Regions from separate parts of the Ovis aries genome. Here region 1 is linked to region 2. Evidence: chromatin contacts called from public Hi-C data. All regions are on one chromosome and are shown on one strand. The core of a region is the stretch at or near the end of the contact, and the rest is flanking DNA. Distances in the headings are between cores, read along the strand shown. Region 1 holds the start of SELENOW (selenoprotein W). Region 2 holds the start of ZNF541 (zinc finger protein 541).

Evidence for each region. A called contact is a pair of places that touch in the nucleus more often than the background predicts.
Region 1: a Hi-C map of omental adipose tissue shows a contact between it and region 2, with 1.9 times the contacts expected there. The contact joins the promoter of SELENOW here to the promoter of ZNF541 in region 2. A contact is called at or near these places in 6 of 16 Hi-C or Micro-C datasets (blood, liver, mesenteric adipose tissue and 2 more).

What each region holds. Positions count from the first base shown.
Region 1 is chr14:54,429,906-54,433,793 of ARS-UI_Ramb_v3.0, reverse strand. It overlaps SELENOW (selenoprotein W), which reads right to left and starts at 1,965. Exons shown (of 5, transcript XM_042232243.1): 1 at 1,865-1,965; 2 at 106-130. The coding sequence starts at 1,893.
Region 2 is chr14:54,276,913-54,280,826 of ARS-UI_Ramb_v3.0, reverse strand. It overlaps ZNF541 (zinc finger protein 541), which reads left to right and starts at 1,885. Exons shown (of 16, transcript XM_060398149.1): 1 at 1,885-2,633.

The DNA of each region.
Region 1 (3,888 bases), core at 716-3,215, 150 kb before region 2:
GGGTGGTCACACAGGGTCCACAGAAGCCACATAGGTGGGCCCCCACCATGGGCTAAACCCCCTCCCCCACTTTCCAGGGCAGCCTCTTGGGACCACATGGCTTACCTTGGGCTTGTAGCCTCAAGCGCCACTGGTGGGAGCGTGTCCAAGAGAGTGGGTCCCGGGAGAGGAGGAGGGGGACAGTGGGGATCCAGGGATGGGAGGGGAGAGGCAAGGCAGGCAAGGAGACAGAGGCAAATGGCGGGGAGGAAGCGGAAGAGATGAAGAGGGACACGGATGATAGAAGGAGACAGACACTCTCCAAAGAGAGGAAAGACACGGGGCACACGGGGGCGGGGCGCAGCACAGAGGTGGAGGCACAGGAAGGGAGCCAGCCACACAGGGAACACAGAGCAAGGGAGACAAGAGGCAGAGCGTGGGGGGCGGTGCACAGAATCGGGGGCGACGAGGAGAGAGCACAAGCGCGAGGCAGAGGGGAGAGGGAGGCAAAACGGAGAGAGCCAGGTCAGGATGAGAGCTGCCCAACACAGCAGCCCCACCCACAGCCGGTACCCAGGCCTCAGGGCAACCATGACTGCAGGATTCCCAAGGCCCTCCCATGCCTGAGGGTGAAGGATAACCGCCTCCCCGCCCCGCCCTCTCCCCACCCCGCCCCCTCCCCGCCCCGCAGACTATTTCGGGACCGGAGACTGGTGCACAGGCAAAGCGGGGGAGGGGAAGGGGAGGCGCCTCAAAATGTCACTCTACCCTCTGCTTGACTCAGCGGGCAGGGACACTAACTAACGCAGGGACAGGTCTAAACCTTTCAAACCCCCAGGCAGGGACCCTCCTCCCCCGCCCCAAGCGGACAGCCAGCAGACCCAGGTGCGGTACCCCTGTGATCCGCCCGCGCCCCACTCCCAGCCTCGGTTTCCGCACTTGTAGAATGGAGCTACAACCCCTGCCCAGGGAGTTTCTGGGGAAGGAAATTCAGGGAACACGTATTTATTGAGCGCCCACAGGCCAGCATGCCTGTGCAGGCCAGTACAGTCCAAGGCGCCAGGGCTGTGACACCCCCTACGGGACAGACACTTCCTGCCGAGCACACGTTTTCCCCCTTAAAGCGGGCAATTAGACCAAATGTGTAACACCCAACACACTGCACTCCCTCCGCCATAACCATTAAGACTACAACCTAGCCGGGGGGGGTGGGGGGGGGGGAGGAGGGAGGTTCAAGAGGGAACGGACACCGGTACACCTACGGCCAATTCACGTTGACATATGGCAGAAACCAACACAATATGGGAAAGCAATGATGCCACAATCAAAAATAAAATTTAAAAAAAAAATCACTCCCTCTACGGATGGGAAAAGTGGGGTCAGAAACCGAGGAGGGTTAACAGCAAAAAAGCATCCACCGTCTGGGTTTAAGTCCTTGCCCAACACAGGCCGGGACGATCTGGAACCTCCTGACTCTGGCCGGCCCCACCCGACGACCGGTCCTGGGGGAGGGGAGACCGAACCGCCCAGAGAGGTTCCTCCTGCATTACAAACCGACCCCCACCTGCTCCCCACCCTGAGCCCGGGAATCGGGGTGGGGGTGGGGGTTAAAACGACACACACGTGTCTCAGTTCTACCTTTTAGGACCTGAGACGTCTAGAATGTCACAAATTGGGGAGGGGGAGGCCAAGAAATCAACATGCTCGTTTTCCGCCTCCTCCCACGCCCACCGCACCCGCACGGAACCCTCTCCCCAGTGCAAGGCTCCCCAAGGGTCCTGCCCCCTCCCCCGCGCACCCCCGACTCCCCCAGAGCCCAGCTCCGCCGGGACAGGGCGGGGCCCGAGCGGGATTCGAGGAGGGCACCTCTGGCCCGCGTGCTCACCAATAAACTACTCGGACGACGACCGCCATAGCTCCTGACCGCGGTGCCCGCTGCAGCGCGGACTCTCGATCCGAACCCGGGCGAAGCAGGGCGAGGTCTGCGCCCCGGGCGGGGCGTGTGCACACAGGCCTAGCTCTTGGCGTTCCGCAGCACGGACCATGCCAGGAGAGGGGGGAATGAGGACAGGCCTCTGGAGCGGAGGCGAGAGGCACCCTGAAGCCCACCGCCCTGAGCCCCCCACGCAAATCTTACCCCAAGCTCCCTGTGAGGCCAGGGAAAACCCCGGCAGAGGGGGTCCTCAAAAGAGTCCTCTGCGCACCCCGCTCCCGGACCCCCCCTTCTCCGAGCCAGAATGGTACGGTCTCAAGGGGCGGGGGTTGAGGGCCAACAGCTGCTGGTTGCAAACTGAATTGCAACTGACCTTGCTCGTTTCGCTGGGAGGACCTTGAGGGCGGCTTGAGGGGGAAAGGGGGCCGAGTTCGCAAGGATTCGGGGTACACATGGGCGGCCCCTGAAGCTGTTTTTTTCAATGAGCGGTCCAGGGGACCCGCTGCCTTATTAAATAAAGCCGGGCATCCAAACCTGGGCGCCGCCTGATCGGCACTGAAGTTCCCCCCGCACCCCGCCCTCTCCCCCCGCCCCCGCCCCGACCAACTCACCCACCCTTTTGCGCCTTCCAGACCTTTTTGAGGCAAGGGGGTCATGGAAAGTGCTAGAAGTTGGCAGCTGAGGTATAAGGGCTTTAGAAAGCCGATGCATCTCTCAGCCTCAGTTTTCCTCTTCCGGGCATAAATGCCTCCAGAGAATGATTGATTACCCATTTAACAAATACATATTGGGTACCTTGCTGCAGTCATAGGTTCTGAAGATACAGCTAAGTTCAGTCGCTCAGTCGTGTCCGACTCTTTGCAACCCCATGGACTGCAGCAGGCCAGGCTTCCCTGTCCATCACCATCTCCCAGAGCTTGTTCAAACTCATGTCCATCCAGTCGTGATGCCATCGGAAGATACAGCAATGAAAAAATAGCCAAAGTCCCTGACCGAGGTCTTCCAGCCCCAGCTTCCGTCTCTGACCCCCTGATCCTCACCTGCCGTGATCCTGATGTCTCGGGGCTCCTGGCAGACTAGGTTCAATTCCCACCCCCCATTGCTGCCAGCTGTGTGATCTCGGTGGTCTTGGGCAAGTATCAATATAACCAGCCTGTGATGCAGAGCAGTTAACATGCAGCCGGGCGTAATCAGTGTCCCATAATCAGGTGTCTTTCAGGCTCCCAGGGCGCTTAGAACAAAAACCCAAGCCTTGGGAAGTCCCTGGTGGTCCAGCGATTAGAATTCCAGGCTTTTACCGTGGTGGCAAAGGTTCAGTCCCTGGTGGGGAAACAGGGATCTCCTAAGGGGAAGCTAAGATCGTGGCATCTGATCCCATCCCTTCATGGCAAAGAGATGGGGAAACAGTGGAAATAGTGACAGACTTTATTTTTTGCATGCTCCAAAATCACTGCAGATGGTGAGTGCAGCCATGAAATTAAGACGCTTGCTCCTAGGAAGAAAAGTTATGACCAACCTAGATAGCATGTTGAAAAGCAGAGATATTACTTTGCCAACAAAGGTCCATCTAGTAAAACCTATGGTTTTTCCAGTAGTCATGTATGAATGTGACAGTTGGACTATAAAGAAAGCTGAGTGCCAAGGAATTGAGGCTTTTGAACTGTGGTGCTGGAGAAGATTCTTGAGAGTCCCTTGGACAGCAAGAATATCCAACTAGTTCACCCTAAGGGAAATCAGTCTTGAATGTTCACTGGAAGGACTGATGCTGAAGCTGAAACTCCAGTACTCTGGCCACCTGATGCGAAGACTGACTCACTGGAAAAGACCCTGATGCTGGGAAAGATTGAAGGTGGGAGGAGAAGGGGGCAACAGAGGACGAGATGGTTGGATGGCATCACCGACTCAAAGGACATGAGTTTGAGTAGACTCCAGGAGTTGGTGATGGACAGGGAAGCCTGGCGTGCTGCAGTCCATGG
Region 2 (3,914 bases), core at 636-3,135:
CCCAAGGTAAATTATCTTTTAAAACTTTTTGTACCGATTACATGTTGAAATAACATTTAGGGTTAAATTGTATTATTAATTTCCCACTTTTTTCTAACTTTGAAAACTATGGCCACTAGAAAACAGAAAGTTATGTGGCTGGCACTTAGTGCTTGTATTATATTTCTATCAGACGGTGCTTCTCAGGAGCATAAGCCAGAGCAGGGCTGTTTGACTCATACACTGCAGTATATCAGAACAGAAGCTCAATAAATATTTGCTGAATGAAGGAATCCAAAGGTGGAATGTTAGTCCTTTTCCTCTCCTCTCTGTTCTACCTACCCCAGGGATCACATTTTTTAAAACATCAAAACTTTACTATAATTTACATGAAAGTCACCCATGTAAAGTGTACAACACAAGGATTTTTAATAAAGTCATCACGTTGTGCAGTCACCCCCTACAACCTACTTTCAAAATACTTCCATCATCCCAAGCAGATCCTCTTAGAGTTTCGAAACTTAAGTCTCCATCCCCATCCCCACCCCACCGCCCCCCCCACCCCCGGCAACCACGAATCTGATGTCTCTCTAGGTTTTCAGAGCACAATTTCTAAGGAATTAAATCCCTGTCTAAGTCGTTCCAGGGTTCAAAATTCTTGACCGATCATCAACCACCCCAACTCCCAAGCCACTGCTGCTGCCGGTTTCCTCCTCTTTACCGGTCCGGAAACACAGCTCAGCTCAGAGCCCGATCTACAGACGGCTCAGGACTTGGCTTTAAAAAGGCAGAAGAGATCGTGTCCCGCTTCGTGCTTCTCCAGCCCCACGTCTTCCCAACCCCCTGGCAGGAAGAGCTCGGTGGCCCCAAGGGAGCACAGGGGCTGCCTCGAGGACTCCACGACGCTGCGAGGGGCCCTTACTCTCACACCGACGCCCCTCAAACACACACCCTCTGAGGCTGCAGCTTAGAGCGGCCCGCGGGGAGCCAGAGTTCCCCATACTGCGTTCTAACGCCGCTCTCCAGGAACAATGGCAGGCGACGCCCGACTCTCCGCCTCTGTGTGTGGGTCGAGGGGCGCCGGCCCCTCCCCCCGCGGTCTCCTTCCCTGAGCGCCTTCACACTCTCCCGCCTTCAACCGCCCTCCCCCCAAAATGGCGACCAACTGCCTCCTTTCCCGCCTGCCGCAGGTCACCTGACCGCGCCTGGCCACGCCCCGCGTGGCCCCGCCCCCTTGGCGACGGCCGAATAGCCGCCGAGACTGCGCGGCCGGCGGCACGCGCTGGGAGCCCGGGCGGCGCGAGGCGCGCGCGAGGCCGCTCTGGGCGGCGCGAGGCGGCCCGCGGCCACGTACACGGGGCTCTCCAGGGGCGGGCCCGGCTGCGCGTGCGCGCCCGGCTTGCGGGCGGCGCGGGGGCAGACAGGGGGCCGCTGGGATGCCCGAGAGGCGCGAGGCCCGGCGCGCGAGCCCCCGGGGGCGGGTAAAACCCGGTTGCTGCTGCCCCTGCCCCCTCCCCTTCCTTCCTACCCCGCCCTTTCCCGCCCCTTCCTCATTCATCAACCCCTCCCCCTTTTAAACTCTAATTCGTTTTTATGTTTCTTTTTTAGGGGGGCCCAGCTCCCTTTCGAGAGGCGCAGCAGGCGCGGCGAGCGCCCCCTACCCCGCGTCACGCACGCACCTTCTGCACCCCAACAGCTCCGGGCCCCGCTGCATCCCCGCAGCCCCTTCCCCCTTGGAGAAGACTCTCCTCAGAGGCCCCTGGCTCGCTGCACCCCCTTTTCTTTCCTACCCCGCCCCCCAGGCCCCAACTGCCCCCTCGCAGCTCCCCAGCTCGCGCCGCGGGCCCTACCCGACCTCCGCACTTTCTGCATCTCGGCCTTGCATTTGCCCTCCGCTTTTCCAGGCCCTGGTGCTAAAAATCCGCTTTCCTCCCCAAAATCCCCACTTTAGAGGACCCAGATTTGTTTCTATTTAGGATCTTCCAGCAAAACCAAGAAGCCCGCCTAGACGCCTTGAATTCGCCCCTCCCCCTCCTCTTAGGAACTTCCTCTAGCAAAAAAAAATTTTTTTTTTCTCCATTGAGGATCACTTTCCAGCAAAAATTCTTTCTTCCCACCATGAGTCCCCCTGTTTGGAATATCTTTCCACTGATAAACCAACTCAGTCCTTCCGTTTTCTCTCTTGTCTAATATTTTTCTTCCCAACTCTTCCCCAGCCATCCCAACACAAACCCCTTTTCATCACCTGTTCCACCTCAGTTAGGCTTCTCCCAGCAAAGCTCTCCAGGTTCCTTTCCCAGGGGAGGAAAATAAGGAAAGAAAGAAAAAATAACTCCTTGAACATCAAAATCCGTTGTCTTACCTAGATCTCCCCAGTTTAGTATTGCTTTCTTCTTTTTTCCAAAAATTACCAGTTGCCCCCAGTTTCACACCTGTGCCCTTGCTTCTTTGGGGACCCAGCTTCTGACAGCCCCTTCCTTTCCACAACCTGCTTTCAGGGCAGAAGAAGTTGAATAAGGGTCCTGAATTTACTATCCAGCGTTCCAGGAAGAAATAGCCAATGATCTGACTGTCACCGGAACCCCTTTCTCTGTGGGGCCTAAACTGGGCCCCCTGTTCCCTGGGGATTGATTCACTCACTCCTTCTTCTCCTGGTGAGTTTCGTTCCTTTGCACTTGTTGGAGAATGTCTCCGTTTTCAGATGGACTCCTTTTTCTCAGAAGGGTTTCTGATCGGTCCAAGGGTCTCTGTATCACTGGTGAAATCATTAAGGAAGTTGCTGCTTTAGGAGATCAGATAAGGAAAGGGATCAGTTACTGTACATTTTGACTGATCTGGAGGATTGCAGACATTTATTAGATTGATGTAGGTTTCATTATTTACTGCAAAGGAATCTTTTTCTTCTTTAGCTCAGCAATGTAGATGCCTACCAGGGATGGGCAGGTAAAGGTCCAGAGTGTGGTGAAATAAAGATTGTGTTCCCCGTCTAGTGATGCCAGCCGGTGGAAATGGCCAAGTAGAAATGTCACAACAGTGTTGCCAGAAGTTTTTGTTTTTGAGAAGAAACCATAACGCTGTCTTTATGTGAAATCTTTTGATCGATAAATGTTGAGAACCAATTTAACAAGTTTTTAAATTCAGTGTGGGGCCCTTGCGAAACGTGTTTGCTGGCCACCAGTTTGGAATTTGGGGTTTAGGTTAGATACACAGATATATATCTGTTTGGGCCATGCATATGTGCTGGACTTTTTCCCTTCAGAGCAGCAGTTCTCAAAATTTTTTGTCTTCAGAGCCCTTTAGACTTAAAAATTATTGAAGACCCCACCCAGGGTGTTTTTGTACATGTGCACTGTGGTTGGTTTATTGCTAAATTGTGTCTAGCATTTTGTGACCCTATGGACTGCAGCACACCGGGCTTTTGTGTCCTACACTATCTCCCGGAGTTTGCTCAAATGCATGTCCATTGAGTCATTGATGCCATCCAACCATCTCATCTCTGCCACCCCTTTCTTTGCCTTCAATTTTTCCAGCATCACAGTCTTTTCCAATGAGTCGGCTCTTTGCGGCAGGTGGCTGAAGAATTTATATCTGCTGATATTTGCTGTATTAGGAGTTTAATAAATTTTTAAAATATGAATTCATTTAAAAATAGCAATAGTAAACCCAGTATATGTTAACCTAATTGGCACTTTTATTTCAAAAAACAACATTTAGTGAGAAAAGTGGCATTGTTTTCCATTTTTAGAGTCATCTGGTGTCTTATATCTGCTTCTGCATGCAGCCTCTTGAGATAAATCCTCTAAAGTTTCACTGAGTGTAAGAAAAGCAGATAACATGTAAATATTATTATGAAAATAGTTTTGACCTCACAGACTCCCTGAAAGACGCTTGAGGACCCCAAGGGTCCTCTCATTGTCCTCACTGTGAAAATGTTC